2 separate regions of the Ovis aries genome follow, and region 1 is linked to region 2. A link is a contact called in public Hi-C data. All regions are on one chromosome and are shown on one strand. Each heading gives the region's core, a stretch centred on a gene start, on an enhancer-like site or on the middle of the called end of the contact. The rest is flanking DNA. Distances are from core to core; before and after follow the strand shown.

What was found. A called contact is a pair of places that touch in the nucleus more often than the background predicts.
Region 1: a Hi-C map of blood shows a contact between it and region 2, with 2.6 times the contacts expected there. The contact joins two enhancer-like sites. A contact is called at or near these places in 3 of 16 Hi-C or Micro-C datasets (blood and skin fibroblasts).

The regions. Positions count from the first base shown.
Region 1 is chr9:57,532,590-57,538,369 of ARS-UI_Ramb_v3.0, forward strand. LOC121820344 (a long non-coding RNA gene) reads right to left here. Exons shown (of 3, transcript XR_006060847.2): 3 at 391-2,282. Among named protein-coding and RNA genes, the nearest start is that of FABP5, 40 kb to the right of the region's middle. Within about 2 kb of position 2,857, at least 2 of the 54 cell types and tissues checked have an H3K27ac peak or open chromatin away from gene starts, as enhancers often do.
Region 2 is chr9:57,393,906-57,399,462 of ARS-UI_Ramb_v3.0, forward strand. All of the region lies in intron 1 of PAG1 (phosphoprotein membrane anchor with glycosphingolipid microdomains 1), which reads right to left. Among named protein-coding and RNA genes, the nearest start is that of PAG1, 16 kb to the right of the region's middle. Within about 2 kb of position 2,471, at least 7 of the 54 cell types and tissues checked have an H3K27ac peak or open chromatin away from gene starts, as enhancers often do.

The DNA.
Region 1 (5,780 bases), core at 1,607-4,106, 140 kb after region 2:
TCGTACAGAGTCGGACATGACTGAAGTGACTTAGCAGCAGCAGCAGCAGTGGCTATATTTATGACAGTGAAAACTAAAGATAAAGAAATTTTGTCATTGATAAATAGATAAACTGTAAAGTGTGTGTATAACGTAATGCTAAGCTGCTGCTAAGTCACTTCTCCCCTATCCCTGGGATTCTCCAGGCAAGAACACTGGAGTAGGTTGTCATTTCCTTCTCCAATGCATGCAAGTGAAAAGTGAAAGTGAAGTCGCTCAGTCATGTCTGACTCTTAGCGATCCCATGGACTGCAGCCTACCAGGCCCCTCCGTCCATGGGATTTTCCAGGCAAGAGTACTGAAGTGGGGTGCCATTGCCTTCTCCGATATAATGTAATGTTACTCAGCGGGAAAAAAAAAAAAGCAAAACCCCATTAATCAAAAGAATAATACAAATGAATGTATATATAAAACAGAAACAGGTTCATAAACATAGCAAACTTTTGATTATCAAAGGAGAGAAGGAAGTGAGGAGGGATAAATTAGGGGGAGACCAGTGGCTTAGTTGTAAAGAATCTGCCTGCAATACAGGAGACAAGGAGAGGCAGGTTCAAGCCCTGGGTAGGGTAGATCCCCTGGAGGAGGAAATGGCAACCTACTCCAGTACTCTTGCTGGGAAAATCCCATGGTTAGAGGAGCCTGGTGGGGTGCAGTCCATAGGGCCGCAAAGAGTCAGACACAACTGAGCAACTAACTACACATTAACAGATATAAACTATTATACACAAAATTGATAAGCAACAAGGATTTACTTAGCACAGGGAAGCGTACCCATTATCTGGTAATAACCTGTAATGGAATAGCTGTTCACTGTTGTTCAGTCATTAAGTTGTGTCTGACTCTGTGACACCATGGACTGTAGCATGCCTTGCTTCCCTGCCCGGCTTCCTTGCCCTTCACCATCTCCCGGAGTTTGCTCAAACTCATGTCCATTGAGTTGGTGATGCCATCCATCCATCTCATCCTCTGTCATCCTCCTCTCCACCTGCTCTCAGCCTTTCCCAGTATCAGGGTCTTTTCTAATGAGTCGGCTCTTTGCATCAGATGGCCGAAGTACTGGAGCTTCAGTTTCAGCATCAGTCCTTCCAATGAATATTCAGGGTTAATTTCCTTTAGGATTGACTGGTTTGATCTCCTTGCTGTCCAAGGGACTCTCAAGAGTCTTCAGTCTGCAAAAATACTGAATCACCATGCTGTATATCCGAAACTAACACCATATTGTAAGTCAACTATGCCTTCATAAGAAACCCTTCACTGATACATAGGATACCATGGATGAACATTAAAAACATTGTATTGAGTGAAAGAAGCCAGGAAAAAAGGACTACATGCTATATGATTTTATCTTCTGATAATTTAGAAAAAGAAACACTAGATGGACAGAGTAGGAGCTGAGGAGCTGGGAGAGGGGTGGGAGGAAGGGGTTGGTTGCGCAGGACAATGTATAATTTTGGGGCACAAGAAATGCTCACAATGGTGGTTGTGGATACACAGCCCTTTACATTTGCTAGAACTCATCAAAGTATACCCTTAAAACTCCTGAATTTTATCAGTCATACCTCAATAAAGCTGATTAAATATCTACTAAAAACATGTCTTTGGAAATACGCTGCAATCTGATACAAAGATATTAGTACTGCTTTCTTTTGAAGAAGGGGGAAAATGGTTAACTTCTTGTTCCCATTTATGAGAAATGCCTCTGGGGCACGTTCTAGCAAAAGTACAATGGGAGACATACTTTCTGCTTCAGCCAACATGGCTTTGAATAGTTCTTCTCATTTCACATTTGACAATTACAAATTCTTCTTTGTGTTCTTCCGTGACGTGTTTCCTGAGTAGGTTTTAAAATTTTTTTCTTTTAAGTAGGACTGGGGCTGGACAGGGGGCCTGGGAGGGGAGTAAGTGGCTGCAGGCCTGCGCTCTTTCTAGAAAACAGGCAATTGGTAGTCTAGGATTTCCATGGTTTGTAGCTGAGCTGCCATGTGAACTTGATGTGACTTGACCTGATATATCCATCACATATCTAGAGTATTTTTATTGTAAACCTTTAGTTGTCATGAATGCCTCAGACTATGATGATTTGGGCGGAGTCTGTGTTATCTCAAGGATTGTAGGAGGTCCCCTTGACCTGTTCATGAGGAGGCTGGGTACTTCTATGAGTGAATTTCCTTAGAGTCAGTGCCATTCATAGATATGACTGTTTCAGCTCTTTGGGTAAAGCCTGCTTGAGTTTTGATTTCAACCTGAAAAACTGATGACAGAAGATAAAAATTAGGTTCGGCCTCTTAAATTCATTTTCTGGATGTTGTTTCTCTTTAATCATCCCTGTTAAATACTTGTACCTATTATCTGACAGGGTGGAGTAATATATAAAATTCACTCCAAGGAGACACGTGGTGCCCAAGTCAGACCTCGGGGTATTAAGGACCTGGCTCAGTCCCTCAGGATTCTTCATTCTCTAGATTTACTGTGGCAGACAAAGGCACGATAACCTGAAACCAGAGACAGCTTCATCTAAAATAGTCAACTCACAATATCCCCCTCCTCTGTGAAGGAAGAAATGAGAAGACGTGCATCCTTTTTAATTTTATTTTGTAGACTACACATTTCCAAATATGTGGGAAAGGATTTTGATTGTGATTCTTTTTTTACTTAAAAAGTAAAAAACTTCCTTTTACAGCTTAACTACAGAGTGAGACTTATTATTCCTGTTCCAATCTACTTAATTTGAAGAGAAACAGTTACTTCTAACGAGTGCTAAAGATCCCATAAAGGCTTCCAAGATTCGACAGTGCCCAGTCCAAACTCTGCCAAAGTGGGCCGGTTCTGCCATCTAGCGACTACCCTGACAAACTACATTGGTAGGGTATGGCCTGCTCTGGCCTGCTCAAGCCCAGAGAATTTTCATTTAATGAATTATGTGATTAGTTTGGGCCTTTGTGCCTTTTCATTTCTATCTACTATGTGTGTGACCTTGGGAAAATTATTTAATATTTCTGAGACTCAGTTTATTCATCTGTAGAATGGGGATAAGGGCTTACCCCTGTGATTTTCATGAGATACATGTGAGATAATATATGGAAAATGCCAATCAGAGTGCCTAGGCACAGGGTAAATCCTGAATAAAGGTTTGATGCTGTTATTATATTTCTTATTATGATAATTAAAATTATGCAAGTCTAAATATGAAAACAAAAATAGGCTGAAACACAGGAAATCAAGTTATGGATATATGAGTATTTCAGAATACATCAAGTCTACAGTATTTATGGGCTTCCTAGGTGGTAAAGAACTTGCCTGCCAATACAAAAGACATAAGAGACATAGGTTCGATCCCTGGGTTAGGAAGATCCCCCCGAGTAGGGCATAGCAACCCACTCCAGTATTCTTGCCTGGAGAATGCAACAGATAGAGAAGCTTGGTGGGCTATAGTCCATAGGGTTGCAAAGAGTCAGACAAGATTGAAACGACTTAGCATGCATGCATAATATTTGAAGCTTGGAAGAGAATCAGGTTTATTTAGGTGTTTTGTGTGCACTGCCAACAAATGCATTATTGCAATTATTCTAGCCTCATTCCCAAGTCTTTTCCCACCTCATGTTGAATGTTTCCATCACAGCAGACAACTCAATACTCTGCTCACATTTTAACGTCTTTCTTCCTCTTTCTGGACTATCCTCTCTCACATCTTTACACTTCACAATCCTTAACTCCTAACTCAAAGGGTAGCTTCCTGTACATACTCCTTAGTGCTGTTGCAGGGTTAAATCTCATGCAGCCCTTTACTCTCATCTCTATTAGAGAGTTTGTGCTGGGGAGAGCTGGGAACCGGGTGTATGTAGCCCCATAACTAGAGTGTGAAGTGCTTGCTGTGAGGTCTTACGTGTTTTCTTTTTATCTTTTCTCTCCCAATCCAATGCGTTAACACAAAGACTTCACACAATAGGTGTTCCATAGAAGGTTGCTGAATTGAAATCAGTTTGGCAAGTGAATACTTAGAGCAACTTTTTTGAAAAGGCTGAATGACTCTTAGAATCTTCTAATGTATATTGGACTAAATTGGCTTAATGGTCTGAGTTGTCAGGGTTAGTCCATCATAATATGCTTTGGGATTAAAAATTAAGTAATATTTATAATAATAATAACAGATTTTTATTAAAGAATATTTTGAAATTACCAAAAAGCAAAAAAGCTCTACTACCCAAATATTATTAATATTTGATATATTTTTCAATATTTTGCCTATACAATGCTTTCATTACATAGCTGTGATCCTTGTTTATTTGCAATCATATACCCTGATTTTTAAATTTAGTATATTAAAAATATTTTCCCATTAAACTATTTGCACATTAAAGGCATCATCATTTGAAAAAGCAGAATCTCACTGAATAAAAGTGCCAAAGTATACTTAACATCATAATATTTCAGGCATTTAGCTTGTTTATATACTTTTTTGGCTGAGTTGTAACAACACAAAGTATATCTTTGGGCATAAAGGTTTTCTTTGGCTAGGATTATTTGCTTTTATGAGTCCCAGAAGTAAAATCCCTATTGCCTTTCTTTTCATAGTGAGCCCTGATAGACCAAGAATTGGAATCTTATAATAAACGGAATGTCTTGTTAATAGAAAGATAACCAGGAAAGGGGTTTAGACTTATGGCTCTTGGTTCCCGTTATGAACTTTGACCTCTTAGAACTTATTGAAGATGTGAAGAAAGGCTTTATAAGATTAGGCTGAGCCAGCACAAAAGCACACTATTTTCTAAAACCATTCCCTGATATTAAATTGTGTTTTTTATTTTTAATTGTGTACTGAAGTATAGTCAATCTATGATACTGTGTTAGTTTCAGGTGTTCAGCAAAGTGATTCAGTTATATATAAACATTTTTTCAGAATATTTTCCATTATAGTTTAAAGATATTAAATATACTTCCTTGCTGCTTATGTATTTTATGTATAGTTGTTCACTGTTTCTTTGCACATTTGTGTGTGTGTGTGTGTGTATTTTATTGTTTCATTTTATAAGTGAAATACTTAGGCCCAATATGTGTTAGGCTTCCCCACTGGCTCAGCAGTAAAGAATGTGCCTGCCAATGTAGGAGACCTGGGTTCGATCCCTGGGTTGGGAAAATCCCCTGGAGAAGAAATGGCAACCCATGCCAGTATTCTTGCCTGCGAAAACCCATGGACAGAGGAACCTGCTGGGTTACAGTTCATGGAGTTGCAAAGAGTTGGACACAGCTGAGCAACTAAACAACAATATGTGTTAGCCAAATTCACATCTTTGTTCCACAAAGAATGATTGCTTTGGTTCCTAAATTTATCCATTTGTACATTTATTATTCATTTAAAAATACTGATGGACACCTACTCTATGCCAGGCACCTCCATCAGGCGTCTAACCAGGCATTAATGAGACATTTCTTGAAAGGATTATTATAACTTAATGAGAAAAAGACTAATAGACTATGACCGTGCCATATGAAGCTTCCCTCATAGCTCAGCTGGTAAAGAATCTGCTTGCAATGCAGGAGACCCCGGTTCAATTCCTGGTTTGGGAAGATCCGCTCCAGTACTCTTGCCTGGAAAATCCCATGGACGGAGGAGCCTGGTGGGCTGCATTCCATGGGGTCGCGACTGAGAGACTTCACTTTCAATTTTCACTTTCATGCATTGGAGAAGGAAGTGGCACCCCACTCCAGTGTTCTTGCCTGGAGAATCCCAGGGACGGGGGAGC
Region 2 (5,557 bases), core at 1,221-3,720:
CTAGCCACTCTCAGTAACATTAACATGTTTTACTTTCCTAGAACCTAATACCTGCTGATAGTCTCTTGTTTATGTGACTATCTCCTCCCATGAGAAAGTCAGTGCATGGAACACAGAAAGAACTCAATAAACGCATACTGAATGGATGAACACGTTAACTAATCATTGGCCTGCAGTGCCAGCCTTGGCAAGGCTCTCACTCTGTATGCTGGAGGCAGAAAAAGTGCATTTTTCCATGCAAGACAACAACTGTGGGACAAAGTTTCAATTACATGATATCTGTGCTCAGGGGAAAGTGTTACAGAAATATAATTTCTGTAAACTGATCCTATTAAAGAAAGCTGGCATTTAAGTCATTCCTATATCTTTACAGTAGCCCATAAAGTGAAATATTCCTTTTCTTTCTTTGCACAACTGAATTTTCCAAAAATTTCATGAGACGCCCTTAAAACAGTTAGCTGTGCATCATTAATGCCAAAATCACCTCACTTACAATTTTCTACTTACCGACACAAATAAAAGTATTGTCACAGTCTTTGGAACAAAATATCCCTTAACAAGGGGAAGCAGTAGGGTCCAGAGAGTATGGTAGGCCCACTCCTGTTATAACTGTTCTCAGCTCCTTTAGACAGTGCGGGACAATGGAGCACAGTCCAAAGGATCCTGTGTGCTGCTCCCAGAAAATGGACGTGCATTCTGACCACAGCATGTCTCGAGAAGAGGCTGTATAAAGAGACCTTTATAAAGAAGCCTATTCGAATGCATTTCTGTCCAACTCCGGGACTCATTAATGTGTAAGGAAAGATTTCCGAGACGCATAGGTGCATTAGGAATAAAAGCAAACTCTGAATAGATGACAGTTCCATTTTAGTACCAGCTTCCCCTCTCCCACTAATTCAGAGAAATTACATTCTATACAATAGTTTTCCAGCAAAGACCCTGCCGCCCATCTTTCTCGTAAAGGAAAGGCAAAGTGCAAGTCTCCACTTGGGAACTTTAATAGGTTCTCCTGCGTGTGTGATTGTGGGGAGTGAGTTGCAAGTGAACTAGCAGCAGATGAGGCAGGAGGGCGCCCAGTTTCGGTTTACAGAGTTACACAGAGGAAAAAAGAAAACAGCTGGTTGCAAGGCTGGAAGCAAAAGTTCTGAAAGGAAATCAGGCCCCTGGGTGCCAGCCTCATGAGGAGATAAGCGCAGGCTTCATCCGAAATGGTTTCTGGCCTGCAGAGGCCATGCGGCCAAGAGGATATACTAATGAGAACACGGTTTCAGGGGGAGAAGTCGTCACATCAGCTGGGTGTGTGCAGCTGCCCCGTATAGACATCCACACCCTGAGCTGAAACCCAGCATAAACCGGGGATGTTGCTATTGTTTAGTCTCTTCCTGTCCTTTTGTTAAAAGTAGTATTTTTCAAACTATAGTTGATTTACAATGTTGTGTTAATTTCTTAATTTTTACTATACATCAAAGTGATTTAGTTACACACACACATATGTATGTATGCTGCTAAGTTGCTTCATTCGCGTCCGACTCTTTGCAATCCCACGGATTATAGCCCACCAGGCTCCTCTGCCCATAGGATTCTCCAGGCAAGAATACTGCAGTGGGTTGCCATTGCCTTCTCCAGTATGTACATATATGTACACCCACACAAACACACATCCTTTTTAAATACTCTTTTCCATTATGATTTATCGCAGGATATTGAACATTGTTCCCTGTGCTATACAGTAGGACCTTGTTGTTCATCCATTCTAAATATAAAAGCCTTTAACTGCTCACCCAACTTCTCACTCCATTTCCCCCCAACTCTTCCTCCTTGGCAACCAAACTTCCCTGCTGGTCCTTCCAGTGATTCGATGGCTTGTTACCAATAACAATAAACAGGTGTTGCCGCCTCTACACAGGTGGTTCTCAGTGATGGCTACACTGAGAACCAAGCACCAGCCTGGCAAAGCTGCACCCTCCCCCTGGCACTCCCCTCGACCACAGTATGGTAATCGGTAATCACATTTACTAGAGGCGAGCCCTGGACATCACCAAGGACTAAATCTCTCCAGGTTGTTAGTCACTCAGTCGTGTCTGACTCTTTGTGACCCCATGGACTGTAGCCCGCCAGGCTCCTCTGTCCATGGGGATTCTCCAGGCAAGAATACTGGAGTGGGTTGCCATGCACTTCTCCAGGGGATCTTCCCAACCCAGGGATCAAACCAGGTCTCCCACACTGCAGACGAAGCTTTTTGCAGTCAGCGTGGAGAACCACTGCTCTAAAAGCCACTGGAGAGAGGGAGAGAGACACATAAGAGGGATCAGAGGGTCCACTCCAACAGAAGGGGGCAGCATCCTCACAGCACAAAGAAGGTGGGGGGCATATTTAAACGAGAAGATGTAGCAGTAACAAGGTGGGGCCCTTGTGTGCTGTCAGCCCTTTGATAACAGGAAATGTGGTAACAACAAGCAATGTTTGAAAACTCAAGAAAGGAAGACGCCTGGCACGAGAAGACAAACTTGTCCTGGCTAACCAAGACAGAACGAGTGGGGCTATTTAAAGCTGGGAGATAAGAGAGAAAACGAATCTTGGGAAGAGGTTGTAAAACCTGTGAGGAAAGTGTTGGCTGAAGCTGGAGAAGGAGGTGTCAACTAAGATGCTCCAGAAAGAAATCAACGCTAGAAAAGGCGGGGTGCGCACTTCCACTGCCAAACGGTAATGACTCAATACCTGTACACATGGATGGTTCCCCTTTAGACAGAAATTTTGGTGTCACCCTTGAAGCAATTAAGAACTGTAAAAAAAAAAAAAAAAGAAAGAAAAGAAAGAAAGAGGCAGCAAATTACAGCATGTATGCAAGTGCCCACTAACTTTGGCTCACGTTGCTCTTTAAGAACTTAGTACTGCCTTGATGATGCTTTGAGCCTTAGAAAAGCAAAATTCTTGGATGTCCCTATAAATGTGCAGTTTTTCGCTAATGCAACTCTATACCCTCTTTTTTTTTCTCATTTGCAGAAATGGAGTTCCCTTGTTTATAAATGGGTCCCACAGTCTAGAGTACAATTCTGTTTAAGTAACACCGCTGGAAGGGCATGCTTGCTCACATGCCACAAAAGCAAATGTACATGTTGATCAAAATACTCAATGCTCATTCCACAGCTCATCCTAAAGGAGGCCAGCTAAAACCCACTGCCATCTCAGTTACAATTTCACCAGTGGAATCTGGAAATTAACAGAGATGTGAAATTTATGATTAAAAGACTAGCAAGGTTTGCTAAATGCCATTAGGCAAATACATAAGATGATTATGCAGGATTTTAAGCATTCTGGAACAAGTCTGAAATATCTTGCTTTAATGGGTATCCTCCTTCTAAGTTGTGATCCCAGTAAAGACCCTTATGTCGTTTTTTTCCTGTCTTCCTTTCTTAGATTCTAAATATCTTCAAGAGAACTGACTCCAGTGGATTCCCTACCTTGGCTTTTCTCTTCTCCTTTAGGTGTTCAGTCTCACAGCCCACGATTTTGTGACAGGTGTGATGGTTACCAAGCATGAGTCTGGGGTTGCTGCAGTGATGTCTACCATTGTTACATTTGGATTTTCTTCAAGGCCATCTCTTCTGACCCTTAAAAGCTATCTTCATCATCTGGGACCCTGGACCTGGTGGAGGAGGGGCTGGGCTAGATGAACATGGCTACAATCCAGGCCTAAAGCAGGGAGGTAAAACCACAGACATAAGAGAATGTGGGTCTGGCTGGCCATAACACATCCGTACCTGGCCCTCATCCACTGAAACTGAACAGCTAATCTGGCATTTTGTCAAGTCTGATGGGAAGTTAATGATGTGAAAGAAAGACAAGTATACCCATGGCTAAGCTGTATGAAGCATGTATGTGGCAGAGGAGATGTTGGGGGCGGGGCTGAAGGAGGATGGGACAATTATTTTTGAATGTAATATCCTGGACAGGTTCACAAACCTTTAGCCACAATTTTAAAATGCAAAATTTTGTGAAGAGTGTCTTTGTTATTTTGCTACTAAATGAATTTGTTCCAAACCCTGACCTGAGCTGACAAGTCTTTTTCTGTCCAACTAAATGAGAATATTCATCTACTTTGCTGTAGAAATGGTTGTCTCCCGTATGCCACGGGAGTATTACCTAACCTATAGGATGCAAACTGCATTCCCTTTCTGAAAGCTGGATGGATTCTAAAAGACATTTGGCCCCAGAGTGTCAGGCTAAAGAACTGCTGACCTGCATACAACTCCCCAGACAGGCGAGTTCTCCAGATTTAAGCCTTGTATTATTTTCCCACATCATGCAGGTGTTTACCAGACCTCAGCTTTTCAATGATTTCTACAATATTATTTTAGTAGACACATTTACAGGGAACTAAACAGGACAAAGCTAAGAAACAGGCATACCATGTATGATTTCAGATATGCTGCCTTAAACACATGAGCTCATCTTTTCCTCTGTCAACTTTTTCACTGTCTAAGTCTGGGAGTTCTGACCCTGAGCATCCCCAGTCTGGGCCACAGCAGGTGTACTATGCAGGTAGTATGAAAAACATGATGCTGATTTTCAAAAAGAAGCTATCAAACTGTGTTAATTTTTGTAAAAATGTTTAATTCTTTTAAAATTTTATGAAAAAATTAATATTCCGGGACATCCCTGGTGGTGCAGTGGATAGGAATCCACCTGCCAATGCAGGGGACATGGGTTTGATCCCCGGTCCAGGAAGATCCCAAAAGCCGTGGAGCAATTAAGCCTGTGTGCTACAACTACTGAAGCCTGCATGCCGTAACAAAGACCTGGCGCAACCAAAAGTATCATTAATTAAATAAATTTCAAAAATAACATTCCAAATAAAATGTCCACAGATGCGTCTTTTAGCAAATGGAGACAGACAGTGAGACAGAGAAGAGAAAAAAGACATAAAGATTAGCTCTTGCCTGGGACTGGCAGTGAGAATGCAGAATGAACACAAAGGGGCACAAGGGATCTTTCTGGGGTGATGGAAAAGCCCTAAAACTAAACTGTGATGGAAGTCCCATAACTCTATCAGTTTTCTACAAATCTATGAATTGTACACTTAACATGGGAGAGTTTTATGTCATGTAAATTATACCTCAATGAAGATGTGGAAAAACTAATCCTAAATGTTGGGAGTAATACTGTTTATGTCAACACCTCTTCTTTTGTCCTGATGTTTCAAATTAACACCAGTGCAAACAGGGGAAGAAGGATGCAGTAAATGAGATACATTCCTGATCGTTAAGGGAAAAGGAGAAATTTTGCTCCCAAATGACTAATTTAACATCCAGACAGCAGAGATGAGTTCTTCTAGATATTTCCCCACATTTAGCAAATGAAATTGAAATTATTTCGAGTTTAACATGCCATGTGTGCCTCGCTAATTACAGCATACATCACATCAAACAATAGTATTTTGTTTACCACTCATCCTGCAAAGACGGCAGAAACTCCTGAGGATGATGTCATGGTCTTCCCCACATTTTCAGGACCTAGCAGGTGTTCAATATATGAGTTTATTGAATGGAAGGATCTC